Linked DNA regions of Mus musculus: region 2 is linked to region 1. Evidence: chromatin contacts called from public promoter capture Hi-C data. All regions are on one chromosome and are shown on one strand. Each heading gives the region's core, a stretch centred on a gene start, on an enhancer-like site or on the middle of the called end of the contact. The rest is flanking DNA. Distances are from core to core; before and after follow the strand shown.

Region 1 (6,117 bases), core at 2,749-5,248:
GAGACACTACTCTCTTCCACTGCCCTGGCTATGGGAACCAGCGACCCCACGGTTCTCTAAGCAGTCCTTACTTTTTATACCCTTGTGTTAAGAGTTACTTTGGGGGGCTGGAGAGGTGGCTCAGCGGGTAAGAGCACTGACTGCTCTTCCCGAAGGTCCTGAGTTCAATTCCCAGCAACCACATGGTGGCTCACAACCACCCGTGATGAGGTCTGACGCCCTCTTCTGGTGCATCTGAAGACAGCTACGGTGTACTTACATATAATAATAAATAAATAAATCTTAAAAAAAAAAAAAAGAGTTACTTTGGTTCTGCCATCTGTAGTTTCCAGGACTCTGGACTCTACCATACTCCTCAGCAACTGCTGTCCCCAGTGTCCCTCTGCCTGTTCTCATGGATAATGAGCACTCTGCAAATACTAAGCAGCCATCTTCAATAGCCTGTGCAAGCAGAAGGCACCGGGCGCCATGGGAAGGAGGAACAGAGGGGAGGCATGAAGGCCTCACTACCGCTGGCAGCAGTGACAGAGCACTCACCTGTGTTTCTGCCTGTGGATAACACACTCTGTGCCTAGCCACCTGTCCAACATCTCCTACTCTCAATTCGCAATGTCCTCTAGAGGGACACAGGAAGTGAGCCAAAGGGGCTCTGGAATCACGTGGCCTGTCTGTCACCTGGTACCATTATTTGCAATATCAGAGACTAAACACCTCCTTGCCAGACAGCTCTGGACACATTCTAGATGCTGTGGTGAGTACCTGCCAGGTCTCCTTTCAAGTCCTTCACCAACAACTTTAGGGGCAACCACAGATGTGTTCTCTCTCCACGGAGGACTGAAGGGGAGAGAAAGAGCCCCGAGGTCACCAAGAGCTTAGGGGCACAGGCTTCAGGGCACACTCCTGTTCTCCTAGGTCTCTACAGAAATCCTTCAGTGCCCAGGAGAATAAGTGCAGGTGTCAACTGCCAACTCAGATTGTGCTAAACATGACAGTTTGAGATAACAGATTTCAACAGAGCAGGGTTTGTTCTGGGAAATACTTAAGATAAGAAAGGCCCAAGCCAGAGCCACATAAATATGAGAATGGCCTTTGGATCCACTGAACAGTAGATCTTTTGTTAGCCTATCTGTCATAAGGAAAACCGCTATTTCCCCGCAAAGTCAGAGAAGAGAAAAAAACTTCACCATACGTTTTTGAGGAAGTGGCAGGTGTCCTCAACCTAAGACACAAGATTGAGGACGCCCTCCCTCCAGACACAAGCTGGGGACCCCCACCCCCACCCCAACCCCCACGACCTTTTCCAGCTGCTCATTCAATTAGAAAAGATTGAGGAGCAGGAAGACAAGCATAAAGTACCTTCTAGCTAATTGTCAACCATGGCAACACAGCCAGTCCAACCAGAGACTAGGGTCGGGACTAGGAGAAGCCACTAGGTGCTATTTCATGGAGGCAGGAAGAAACTACTGGGGAGGACCCAATACAAGGCCTGCATGTCCAACTCACAGGTGACTGATTACCCCTAAGCACCCTCTGTCCTGTTAGATCACCCAGGCAGGAAGCCAGCAGGAAGCATAGCCAAGTGGAGGCCAGGCAGAAGGTCTAGTGCTTCCCATATTCTACACACAAGTCTACAAGGCAAGGCACGGAAGGTACTGAGGTCACTGTCACAGGAGGACTGGAGTGAGAGTCAGAAGCTTCCTGGGGAAGCTGTCCAACATGACAGGCATCACATGGGATGTCATCACTTCTGTAGGTGTTGTAAGGGATCCTGCAGTTAGGCAGGATCCCTTACAACAGGTGACCAGACACCTCCAGAAGTTAGGATCCACCCAGCAGCCTAGGCTGGGACTGATAACACTAGGGTTAGCACCTACCAAGTCCTCAGGTGACTTGCTTCAGGAGCCTCTGACATCCTGACTCAGGCAGTTCTGCCCTCAACATCCTGCACCCCTCTTCAGGCCCTCACCTGCCCCTGCCAGTCAGCTTTCACTTTCACCACACCTTGCCCCATCTTCTAGGCACCAGTCACTCTTTAAAGACAACTGCAGTTCACTAAGCCAACCACAGCATTAGCTGTGCATTTTTACTGTGGCACTTTTGGAACTGTTCTTCCTTTCAAATTCCGGGGACAACTGCAGCACTCTCTGTTGGTTTGGTTAATAGAAGAGCCAGCTTATAACACGTGATGTGGCTTGTACAAGTTAGCTACCAGATTGAAAGCCAGAACTGATATAAGCAAAAAAGCTGCCAACAAGTCTTGCCAGGGTCACCTGCAGGTCCACCAACAAGCATTAAGAAATGGAAAATCCTCTCCTCTATTGAGTGGCAAAAAATAAAAATAAAACCCCCACAAAAAACCAGTGTATAAACTGTCTTTTCACTGTCTTGTCTCACTTTTGGCTAGTGCTTGTCAAGGACTTAAGGAAACTGAGATGGCTCAAAGTTTAAAAGCACAGACTGCATCAGGGTGTTGTGGGTGCTCGCCTTTAATACCAGCCCTCAGAAGGCAGAAGCAAGCGGATCTTTCTGAGTTCAAGGCCAACCTGGTCTATAGAGTGAGTTCTAGGACAGCCAAGACTACACAGAGAATCCCTGGCTTGAAAAACTATAAATAAAGAGGCAAACAAAGAAAACCCCACACACTGCTCTTTCAGTCTGGAGTGTCATTCCCAGCTCCCTCCACCTCTGATTCCAGCTGCAGGGAATCCAAAACCTCTGCCTTCCAAGGGAAACTGCACTCACCTGCACACACCCACGCCCATGTAATTCAAAACAAATTAAGTATTAAGAAGAAAGAAAAAGAAAACTTACGACCCAAGAGAACAATGTCATTAGATTCTACATAAGGACCAAAGCAGAGGTCAATGGATTCAAGGCCAGCCTGGACAACGTCATGAAACTGTCTCAAAAAAATAAAAAAATATAAGTCAAAGTGCCCCAACAATGAGGAAAGAGAGGGTAAACATTTTAAAATAGTCATCTGCAATTGCGTACTTGGAAAAAGGGCTTCTTTGCAAATCTGTTTAAGAAGAACACAGCAGTGTTCAACATCAGACCTAAAACCAAAGGTGCAGGAAAAAGAGTAACAATTTGTTGTCTTGCCCTGAGAGATCTGTAATTAGAGGTTAGTTCAACAGTTGTAAGCCAGTGAAGCCAAATGTAAGCCAGTGCTGGGAAGGCCACTTAAATTCCATTTACAGGAGCTGCTCCAAGGGGTCTGAGTTCTACAAAGGTGAGTAACTAAACATATATGGGAAGATTTCCTGAAAGCTATGGCTAGTGACCCAGAAGCCCAGCAAGAAGACGCTTTGTAAACTTTCTGCTGTTGCAGAGCAGTCCCCAGAGTGGGTATCTAAGTTTCTCAGCCCAATGCCCACCATATGGTCGGCTACCTAGCAAACGAGGCTGAGGTTTGACAGGAATGGGGACCTTCCTGAGTGGAGAGGGTAGCCTCTGAAATGCAATTGCTGGGTATGGGGAAAGTCAAACTGATCGGGTAGTGGCTAGGATAAGTGGTTGGGGACATGTTGAAGTCGGTGTTCTGAGCTGGCGACCTCAGGAAAGCCATCGGCCCCATCTGTGGGGCTTCGCCCACGTAGCTGTTGCGTCGGAGGAACGTCCACCGGCGCGCGGGGCCCTCACCTCGCACGTCCGCCGCCAGCGCTCGCCAGGTGGGTGCGTAGCCGATGCAGTGGCCGCACCACGACGAGTGGAACTGCACCAGCCACGCGGCTGAGCTGTTGCCCGTGGCCGACCGCACGCTGCCGCTGTCCAGCAACCACACGGCGTCTGAGCCCTCGCGGTAGAGCCGCGCCCCGCCGCCCTCCCGGGGCCCCACTGCCGCCACCACCGCCAGCAGGAAGAGCAGCCGCGGCAGCCGCGCGGCTCGAAGAGACGGTGGCTGCCGCGCATAAGCTCCTGGATCCCGCGCCACAGCCCGGGCGGCAGCCATGTTGGGAGTGCCGCCGGCGCGTTGACCTTTCACCCTGGCAACCGGCGTCACGTGCTTGCGCGCGCCGGTCCCGCCCTAGGCACTAGCCCCGCCCCCGAATCCGCTAATCTTCCCAGGCACTACTCTTCGTTCTCGCCCCGCCCTCGTAATTTGACCCCCCTCCCCAGCACTGGTCATTCCAGGTCCCGCACAGCTCGCTTTTTTGCTCCGCCCCCGAACATTGTTCCCGCCCCAGAATGTAGGCCCCGCCTCATTCCTTAAGTCTGCTCCGCCCCTGTGCTCCTGGCCCCGCCCCTGCCTCTGGTCATTGGCCCTATCCCAATTAAAAAAAACTCTTAAAAATCTTAAAACCCGCAAGCAATTTTCACCTAGTGAAAGTCCTGGGCCTAAGTAGCCAGATTTAGCAAGGGGAAATAGCCCGTGCCATGTTGAATGTTGAGTAAACACCAGGCCAAGATTTTCAGTCTGAAATGCAGATTTAATAGGACAAAAACAGATCGAAAAAATATTTGCTATATGCCTGTATTTCTTATGTAGCATGAATCCTAGATTTTACATGCAACCTATGATTTTACCTGTCAACTTCAAACATCCACGATGATCCCTTGACCTTTTTATAACCCACATGATACAGTAGAACCACCTGGTAAAGTTGGCTGGCTTCCTGCTAAGATGGTAGAAAGGAGAGGTAGACCTGACTCTTCTTTTTTAGACAGGGTTCTAAGGCTGGCATGGAGTTCACTATGTGCCTGAATCTGTCCTCCTGCCTCCCTGGACTGGGATTACACATGTGCACCACCATGTCTGGCTTCTCCAATCACTCAGTCTACTTTCCTATGCTAATGTTCTGCTTTCTCCAAACACTAGAGAGAATATGTAATCTCTTCTACTTCCTGTTTGTCTACCTGATCTCTCACTGTACGGTTTTTCCTACTTCACTCCCTGTCAACTGGTCTCTTGTTCTTCCTCTTGACCTATTTAATATTGTTTACAATAAACCAGGCGTGGTGGCGCATACCTTTAATCCCACCACTTGGGAGGCAGAGGCAGGCAGATTTCTGAGTTCGAGGCCAGCCTGGTCTACAGAGTGAGTTCCAGGACATCCAGGGCTATACAGAGAAACCCTGTCTTGAAAAGCCTATCTATATCTATATCTATATCTATATCTATATCTATATCTATATCTAATCTATACTGTTTACAATAAACAGAAAGCTCATGGATTAAAGGTGTGTGCTAAGGGCTGAGCCACACCACAACTAGAAACCGGTTTTATTCTCAGTAAATAACACAGTCTTGGGGTTTACATTGTGATCAAATATCCTGCAACAGGGAGACATGGTTGGGAGACAAATACAGAGAAGCTATTTGATTTTTAATGGTCACCAGAGGATGAATAAGCAGGACAAGGGACCAGAGAGACTGGTAGGGAAACTGCCTGGGGGTAGGGTGGGGGGAGGCAGTCATGAGAGTAGGACTGGCTTCTTCTTCTTCTTCTTCTTCTTCTTCTTCTTCTTCTTCTTCTTCTTCTTCTTCTTCTTCTTCTTTGTCGTCGTCGTCGTCGTCGTTGTTTAAATTTTGAGACAGAGTTTCTCTGTGTAACCCTGGCTGTCCTGGAACTCACTCTGTAGACCAGGCTGGCCTCGAACTCAGAAATCCGCCTGCCTCTGCCTCCTGAGTGCTGGGATTAAAGGCGTGTGCCACCATGCCCAGCAGGACTGGCTTCTTGACCCTCAGTTTGTATGTGGAAAGGATCTGGACAAGGCCAGCCTGGGATGGGAGAGCTTGATCTTCAGGTCCCAACTCTACACAGAAGGCAAGAAAGTCTGAGGCAGGATGGATAAGGAAACTTCAGGGGATATGAGAGAGTCTGGAGATTGGCTGACGCTTGTCTCTAGCTGATAGTCAAGAATTCCAATGCAGTTAACATTTGCTGACACAGAGACAACATTTTAAAATAAGGATGTTAAAGTAGCAGCAAGCCATGTTTGTGTCTTTTCGATCTAAACCTGCAGGTTTCTAGGAATTTCACAAGGAACTCATTTACAGGAAAAGTAGTTCCTTAAACTCCTTGTGGCCCAAGGTTTTATTTTACCAGATTGTAATTCCATCCAGATGGCTTCAGAACCATCCTATAATCTCACTTATTGGAAAGGGGAAAAGAG
Region 2 (5,775 bases), core at 1,376-3,875, 57 kb after region 1:
TCTAGGAATGAGTGAAGCTGCTGATAGGTTTCTAGCTGAATGGGCGAGGGGAGCCCGATAAGAGGAAGGTAACCCTTACCATCTCTCTCTGCTTCCTGTTCACTGTGTGGTGTGTAGGTTGGCTCTGCCGTGCCCTGACACCATGAAGCCTGGCCTTACTGCAGGCCCAGAGTCAATGGAGCCAAGTGAGAACACTCCGATACAGGAGCCAAAGAAAATCCTTCCTCTTGTAGGTTATTTCTCTCGGCTATTTTGTAATGGTGTAACTAACACAGGGACAAAGCTCAGAGAACTGGCCAGGACAATGTGCTGGGAAAGGCTCCCGGCAGTTAGTGATGATGCTAGTGATGGAGTCATCACTCCTCCTCCGTACTTATCTGCACTTTCCAAAAGATGTTCTCCTTTGAAGAGAGCCACAGAACAAATCCCATGGGATCCCATTTCTATGAGGTGCCCGGAGTCATCAAACCCATAGGGACAGGAAGTAGAAGATGGTGCCAGAGACTGGGGAGGGTTAAGGTGAAGGATGGTACTTTTGGAGAAGGATGGTAGTAATGGCTTCATGACAAGGACTGGCTGCCTGAACTGAACAGAACATTTTTAAAATGGTAGAGATGGGGGCTGGCGAGATGGCTCAGCAGGTAAAGGGGCTTGCTGCCAAGGCTCATGTCTTGAGATTGATCCCTAGGACCTACATGGTGGAAGGAGAGAACCTGATTCCTGCAAGCTGTCCTCTGATCCCCACAATTAGGCTGTTGTGGGATATGGGCATATATATGGGCAATGCTCCCCACATACAGACACGTATATGCACAAATAGATAAACAGGACGCATTTTAAACAGTAGAGGTGACTAATTTTATGTTATGTGTTTTACCACGGCTTTTAAAGAGAAGCCGCTGCCTTACAGATCCTTTCCTCCTTAGAAAATGCCTAGGCAGCCACCTAGCTTTCAGCGTCTCTAATGGGCAACTCTTCAGGTATTTGTTTAACTGACATCCACCTTCCCCACTCCAGAAAATACAGCCTATCTTGCTTGTGGATGGCAGGCAGGCCTTCTAAATCCCACACTGGCCGTACTCTCTACACCTGACAGTGTCCAGGCATGCTTAAATGGCCACTAAGGCTTCAGGGACAAACAAAAAGTTTGTCCCTTTTACGACTCCACAGGCTCTCTGGGTCTCTGTCTTCCAAGGCTCCATCCCTCTCATCTCACGGTATCATTTGACACCACGATAAAGTGATAAAGCATCTTCACCCTAAATTCAGCTCAGAAGCCCCACCCCAAGCTACACTGTTCTCCCGATCCTCAAGCCCTTTGGGGACCTTATGCACATAACCTTACGACTTGCCCTCCACTTTTCCCTTAACTATGGCCACACCAGCTGGGCATATCGGCCACTGACCTGGGAAAGCAGGCACTGGAAGCGCATTTGTCACCTTGGGGGTCTTCCGCCATAGCATCGTCGAGGTTTTGTAGAGGCACGAGGCACTAGAGGGGGCAGAGGTGCCCAGGGAGGCACAGCTAGCCTGCCACTGTGCCTGGGCTCGGATCTTGTCCCTCAACTGCTCCAGACGAGGGTCACTCTTCCTGGGCTGGCGCTGGGGTCCCAGTATCAGGGGTGGCCTTTCCTTCCAGGGCCCATGAGAAAGTGTGCATGATTCATGCCCCCCTGAGGAGCCAGACATTCTGCCGGATGACACCGAGCTGTCCACGTCCTTAGTGTCCAAGCATGGAGACCACATGGGCAGGCTGCAGCCCTTCATGTAGGGGCTTGGATCCTTGATATTGCCAGACCAGGCCACATAGGGAACTGTTTGAGGTGGACTCAACTGCTGGGAGAGAACAGGCCACCTCAGTGTTGTGGCCAGAAGGCTGTCCTTGGCTGCATGTGGATGGAACACTTCATCCCTTGGAGAGAGGGACAACACAGCCTGTCAGAGCTCAGTATCTCATATGAATGGTGTCCTATAATCCCCAACACCCCTTTCTCCCTGTTTCTACCTCACAGCCTAAGACAAGAGGAACCAGAAAATTCCTCCACCACATGGACATCTCCTGACATTCTCCCTCAGACACTAACCACAACCTTTTAAGGTAGGTACCATGATCAGTTTAATTTATGCACGAGAAAACTGAGGCTAGAGTAGCCATGTCAAAATCAAAGGTACAAGCAAGTTTTGGCCAGGGACCCACACACTCCACCTCTGTATCCTCCTACCTCCCATGAACAAGCTGCCCCTGAGGAAAGGTAACCACAAGACTACTAGCATTGCTGGTGCTCTTGTCCTGTCCACACAAACACTACCTGGGCTTGGTGCTGTCCTTCTGACCAGCCATTCTCCCCATGGCCTTGGGGGAGAAGAGGCCTTCTTGCTGGTTGCCCCTGGAACAGTTCTGCAGGGTTGCCCTTAAGGAGGTGGGCATCACACCCATGAGCGGAGTTGTCATTGCATCTGAGATAGGAGAGTACAGATGGCAAGCCACACCACCTGGGACCCTGGGTCTAACAGGATAATCACATGGTAGTCTGTAGGCCTACCACACAGCACCCATCAGGGACTGGACACTGCTTTGTTCTGGGTATTGTCCAGTGTGGGTCCCCTGATGCTCAGGACAGTCATTGAAGGAGGGTAGGGACAATGAGTTAACTAGCCTTGGGTAGACAATGGCTGTGGGATTTCCTGGTGAGCTGTTTGTCATGGGGTGGGAGAGAATTCCAGGTGGCCCATGACAGCATAATAACCCCGTGTCACTGAGTGTTAGCCTGTGGCTTCAACTCCTACTCATGGCTCTAGCTAGCAGACAGCTGCCCCTGACACTCTAGGGAGCACACACCCAACAGAGACTTCTGGAAGTCGATATGATGGGAAGATTGGGATTCTGGTCAGTAAGCCCTGTGGTCAGCACAGTTCCAAGGACAAAAGACTCAAATCCCAGCTCTAATCCCAGTCTAAGGCTAACCTTGGACAGGAGAGACCACACCCCACCCTGAGGACTGTGAACACCCCATAAACCCTCTGCTGTCTTGCCTCTCCCCTGTTGGCTGGGAAGCGAAGGTGTGAACAGAACCCTGCTTAGCTTGAAGCTTTTCTTCCGAAGCATTTCCAAAGAACAGAAGACTAGGCAGCATGATGAAAACCCAAGACTTGATTTTTCTTTTCCTTAATGGCACTAGAGATGGTTTGCAGGGCTTGTATATGTTATATATGTTAGCTCTTACCACTGAGCTAGCTAGCCTTCATTCTTGAGACTGTTTCTAAAGGGTCTGATCTAGGGAAGGGACATGAATCCCTGGAGACAATAACCCAAGGACAGACCTCCTGAGTGTGAGAGGAGACTACTTTCATGCCACCAACTCCTAGGCTCTCCCTCATAGCCAGAACATTCTAGTACCGAATAGGTAGGGTCCAGAGTCAAGTTCCAGTATCCTGGGCACATCTGGTGCCAACTTTTCTATCTACCACTTTCCCCAAGACTGAGGGAGAGGAGGCCTTCCAATTGACTGTCCCTGGGGCAGGTCTGCAGAGCTAACCTTAGGGAAATGGGCAGCATGCCCATGACGGGGATCTGACTTTGCTGAGGCAGGAGGATGTGGGAGGTGAGCTCTGCCACCTAGGGGCCCAGGTGAACTTATGCGTGTGTTCCTATTGGCAATAGTTGACTGCCCTAGCCTAGATCAGCCCTGCTGGGCCTCATCTACTCCCATGGCCCTGGAGCAGATCCCACTCATATGTTCCCTAATGGCACCAGTGGTCTCTGTAAGTGAACTTTAGGACAGCATCAAGTATAGTTTGTTGTCTAGAAAACACAAAGGCCTAGATCCCCGTGCTCCAAGGGATGGCATGTACCTCCTAGGACAAGACAGTCAGCTAGGCTTATACCAGACTGCTGCATTCTAGCCCAAGTCAAGACATGAGGAAGCTGGATCACCCAACTCTAGGGTCTTAAGAGAGCTCTGCTTCAGAATTCTCTGTTCCATAGATCCTCCTGGGAACATCCTTGGTGGCCTTTGCTAGCCTGTCTCCCACCTGCTGCCTGCAAGATAGGGGTCACCCCTGCGGTGCCAGGGCTATCCAAACTCTCAGGGTTTGGACCTTTATTGTGAAATGGTTTCCTTCAAGATTAAAACATTCCAAACTAAAGGGAAGCTCCTAAAACAAGGAGGTGAACAACTCACAATAGCTTCAGGAAGTCCCTGAAACTGACCAGATTTACTCAGTGGTAATAAAGACTGCGGAGAGTCACTCTTGCCTACTGAAACCAGACCAACTTTCTGGGAGAAGCAGAAACCAGTCGAGCAGCCTAGAAGAGTTTTAGACCAGAGGATACTCTCCGACCTGTTGAGCTGCCTGCAGACTGTACAGATTCCCAGCACTGTGAACTGTCACCCATGCCGGGGTGGACCTTGGTCGTGCAGCTGTCTGAGTCATTTCTGCTCCTGTAAGTAACCCTTCATCCATTTTCCTGTAACTAACTTCAATAAAACTCACTGCTTCACCAAGTTGGACTTGGTGGAATCCCTACTTTTGTCTGGCATGAGTCTGACATGGTCTGTCTATCTGGAGTGAGTAGAAGGAGAATGTTGCATCTCCCTAGGAAACATTTTGTCACACAACAAACAACCTTGAATAACAGTTACCTTTGGCACAAAGGAGCTGATGAAGTCCTGTTAATGTTCTCCTAGTGGCAAGGAACAGGGTGCTTCTGAGAAGGGGAGACAGAATTTCCTCACTGGCTAGCAACCCTGCTTCCCACCCACAGGAAGCTGCTTAGGGGCCGAGCTGGGGCCGAGCTGTCTCCACCAACTGAGGCATGACTTGTCTGGAAAAAAAAAAGCCACACCATAAACAAAACAGATTAGCCAGAGCCAGTACGTGGCTGTCGCTCTGAACTGAGTTATTACAACAAAAGCCCTGTGAGCAGAAAAATAATACCCAGGATGCAAAGCAGCAGCAGCAGCCTGCAGACTGGCTCCCACACACCCTGTCTGCTGCCACCATCCTTCAGGCTGGGAGTTCCTATCCTTCTGTGTGTCCCATGCTACCCCACAGGCTTGGCACTCTGCCCTTCCTAGTCTCTTTCAGCGTTGGCATACAATGGCTCAGTGAAGATGGCTGCTACATCCTTCTCACAGTCCAGGCTCACCAGAGGCCTCAGCTGCACCTCATAAACCTCTGCTGATACCCAGACCACGGCAGGATAAAACCTGCAGACTGCCCACCCTGCCCTAGGACTGCCACAGCAGCTGGCATGACAGAACTCTGTACTGTGTGTCTGCCACAGGGTAGTTAGGAGCAAGGCTTCATGGCCTCTGGGCAGACCATAGCCCAGGAAAAAGAGCACACATGCCCCATTCAGGCCAGGCCTGCACTTAACTGCCAGCAGCATCTCAGCCAACCTGGAAGCTCACTACAAGGCTCTGGAGGTCTGAGCCCCTCAGCACCCTGCTCCTGGGCTCCTGACACTTACCAACCTACCATCCTCTCTGTCTCCACAGGTATAAAGCAGCAGCTTAGCTCTAGAGGCCACACAGGCCCCCACTCACCCTGCCTCCTCCTTCACCTCTCTCGGGAGGGTACCTCCCCTCTACCATCCTACTGTGTGACCAGGGGTCCCACACTGATACCACACTGGCTGTACCTGCCAGCTTCCCTCTGCCATCCTCAAAGGGCAGGACTCCTCAGGGACGTGCACAGCCTTGCTAGCAGCTAGCTCTGGCCACGTCCCTTTCATAGCATTCACAGAGACCCCTGAAAGGCTGGGGACTATCT

The links. Promoter capture Hi-C pulls out the DNA fragments that hold promoters and counts their contacts.
Region 2: a promoter capture Hi-C map of Sertoli cells shows a contact between it and region 1, with 5 times the contacts expected there. The contact joins the promoter of Ccdc187 here to the promoter of Qsox2 in region 1. A contact is called at or near these places in 12 of 39 promoter capture datasets (the 3T3-L1 cell line, 3T3-L1-derived adipocytes, the HPC-7 cell line and 8 more), 9 of 484 Hi-C or Micro-C datasets (the N1E-115 cell line, double positive thymocytes, embryonic stem cells and 5 more), 4 of 115 datasets of contacts at active chromatin or transcription factors (embryonic stem cells and pancreatic cancer cells) and 3 of 9 other capture datasets (adipose tissue, liver and pancreatic islet).

What each region holds. Positions count from the first base shown.
Region 1 is chr2:26,233,401-26,239,517 of GRCm38.p6, forward strand. It overlaps Qsox2 (quiescin Q6 sulfhydryl oxidase 2), which reads right to left and starts at 3,999. Exons shown (of 12, transcript NM_001302956.1): 1 at 3,643-3,999. The coding sequence starts at 3,952.
Region 2 is chr2:26,291,932-26,297,706 of GRCm38.p6, forward strand. It overlaps Ccdc187 (coiled-coil domain containing 187), which reads right to left and starts at 2,626. Exons shown (of 10, transcript NM_177841.3): 1 at 2,310-2,626; 2 at 1,407-1,912. The coding sequence starts at 2,452. It overlaps Gm35807 (a long non-coding RNA gene), which reads left to right and starts at 2,776. Exons shown (of 3, transcript XR_374168.4): 1 at 2,776-4,444.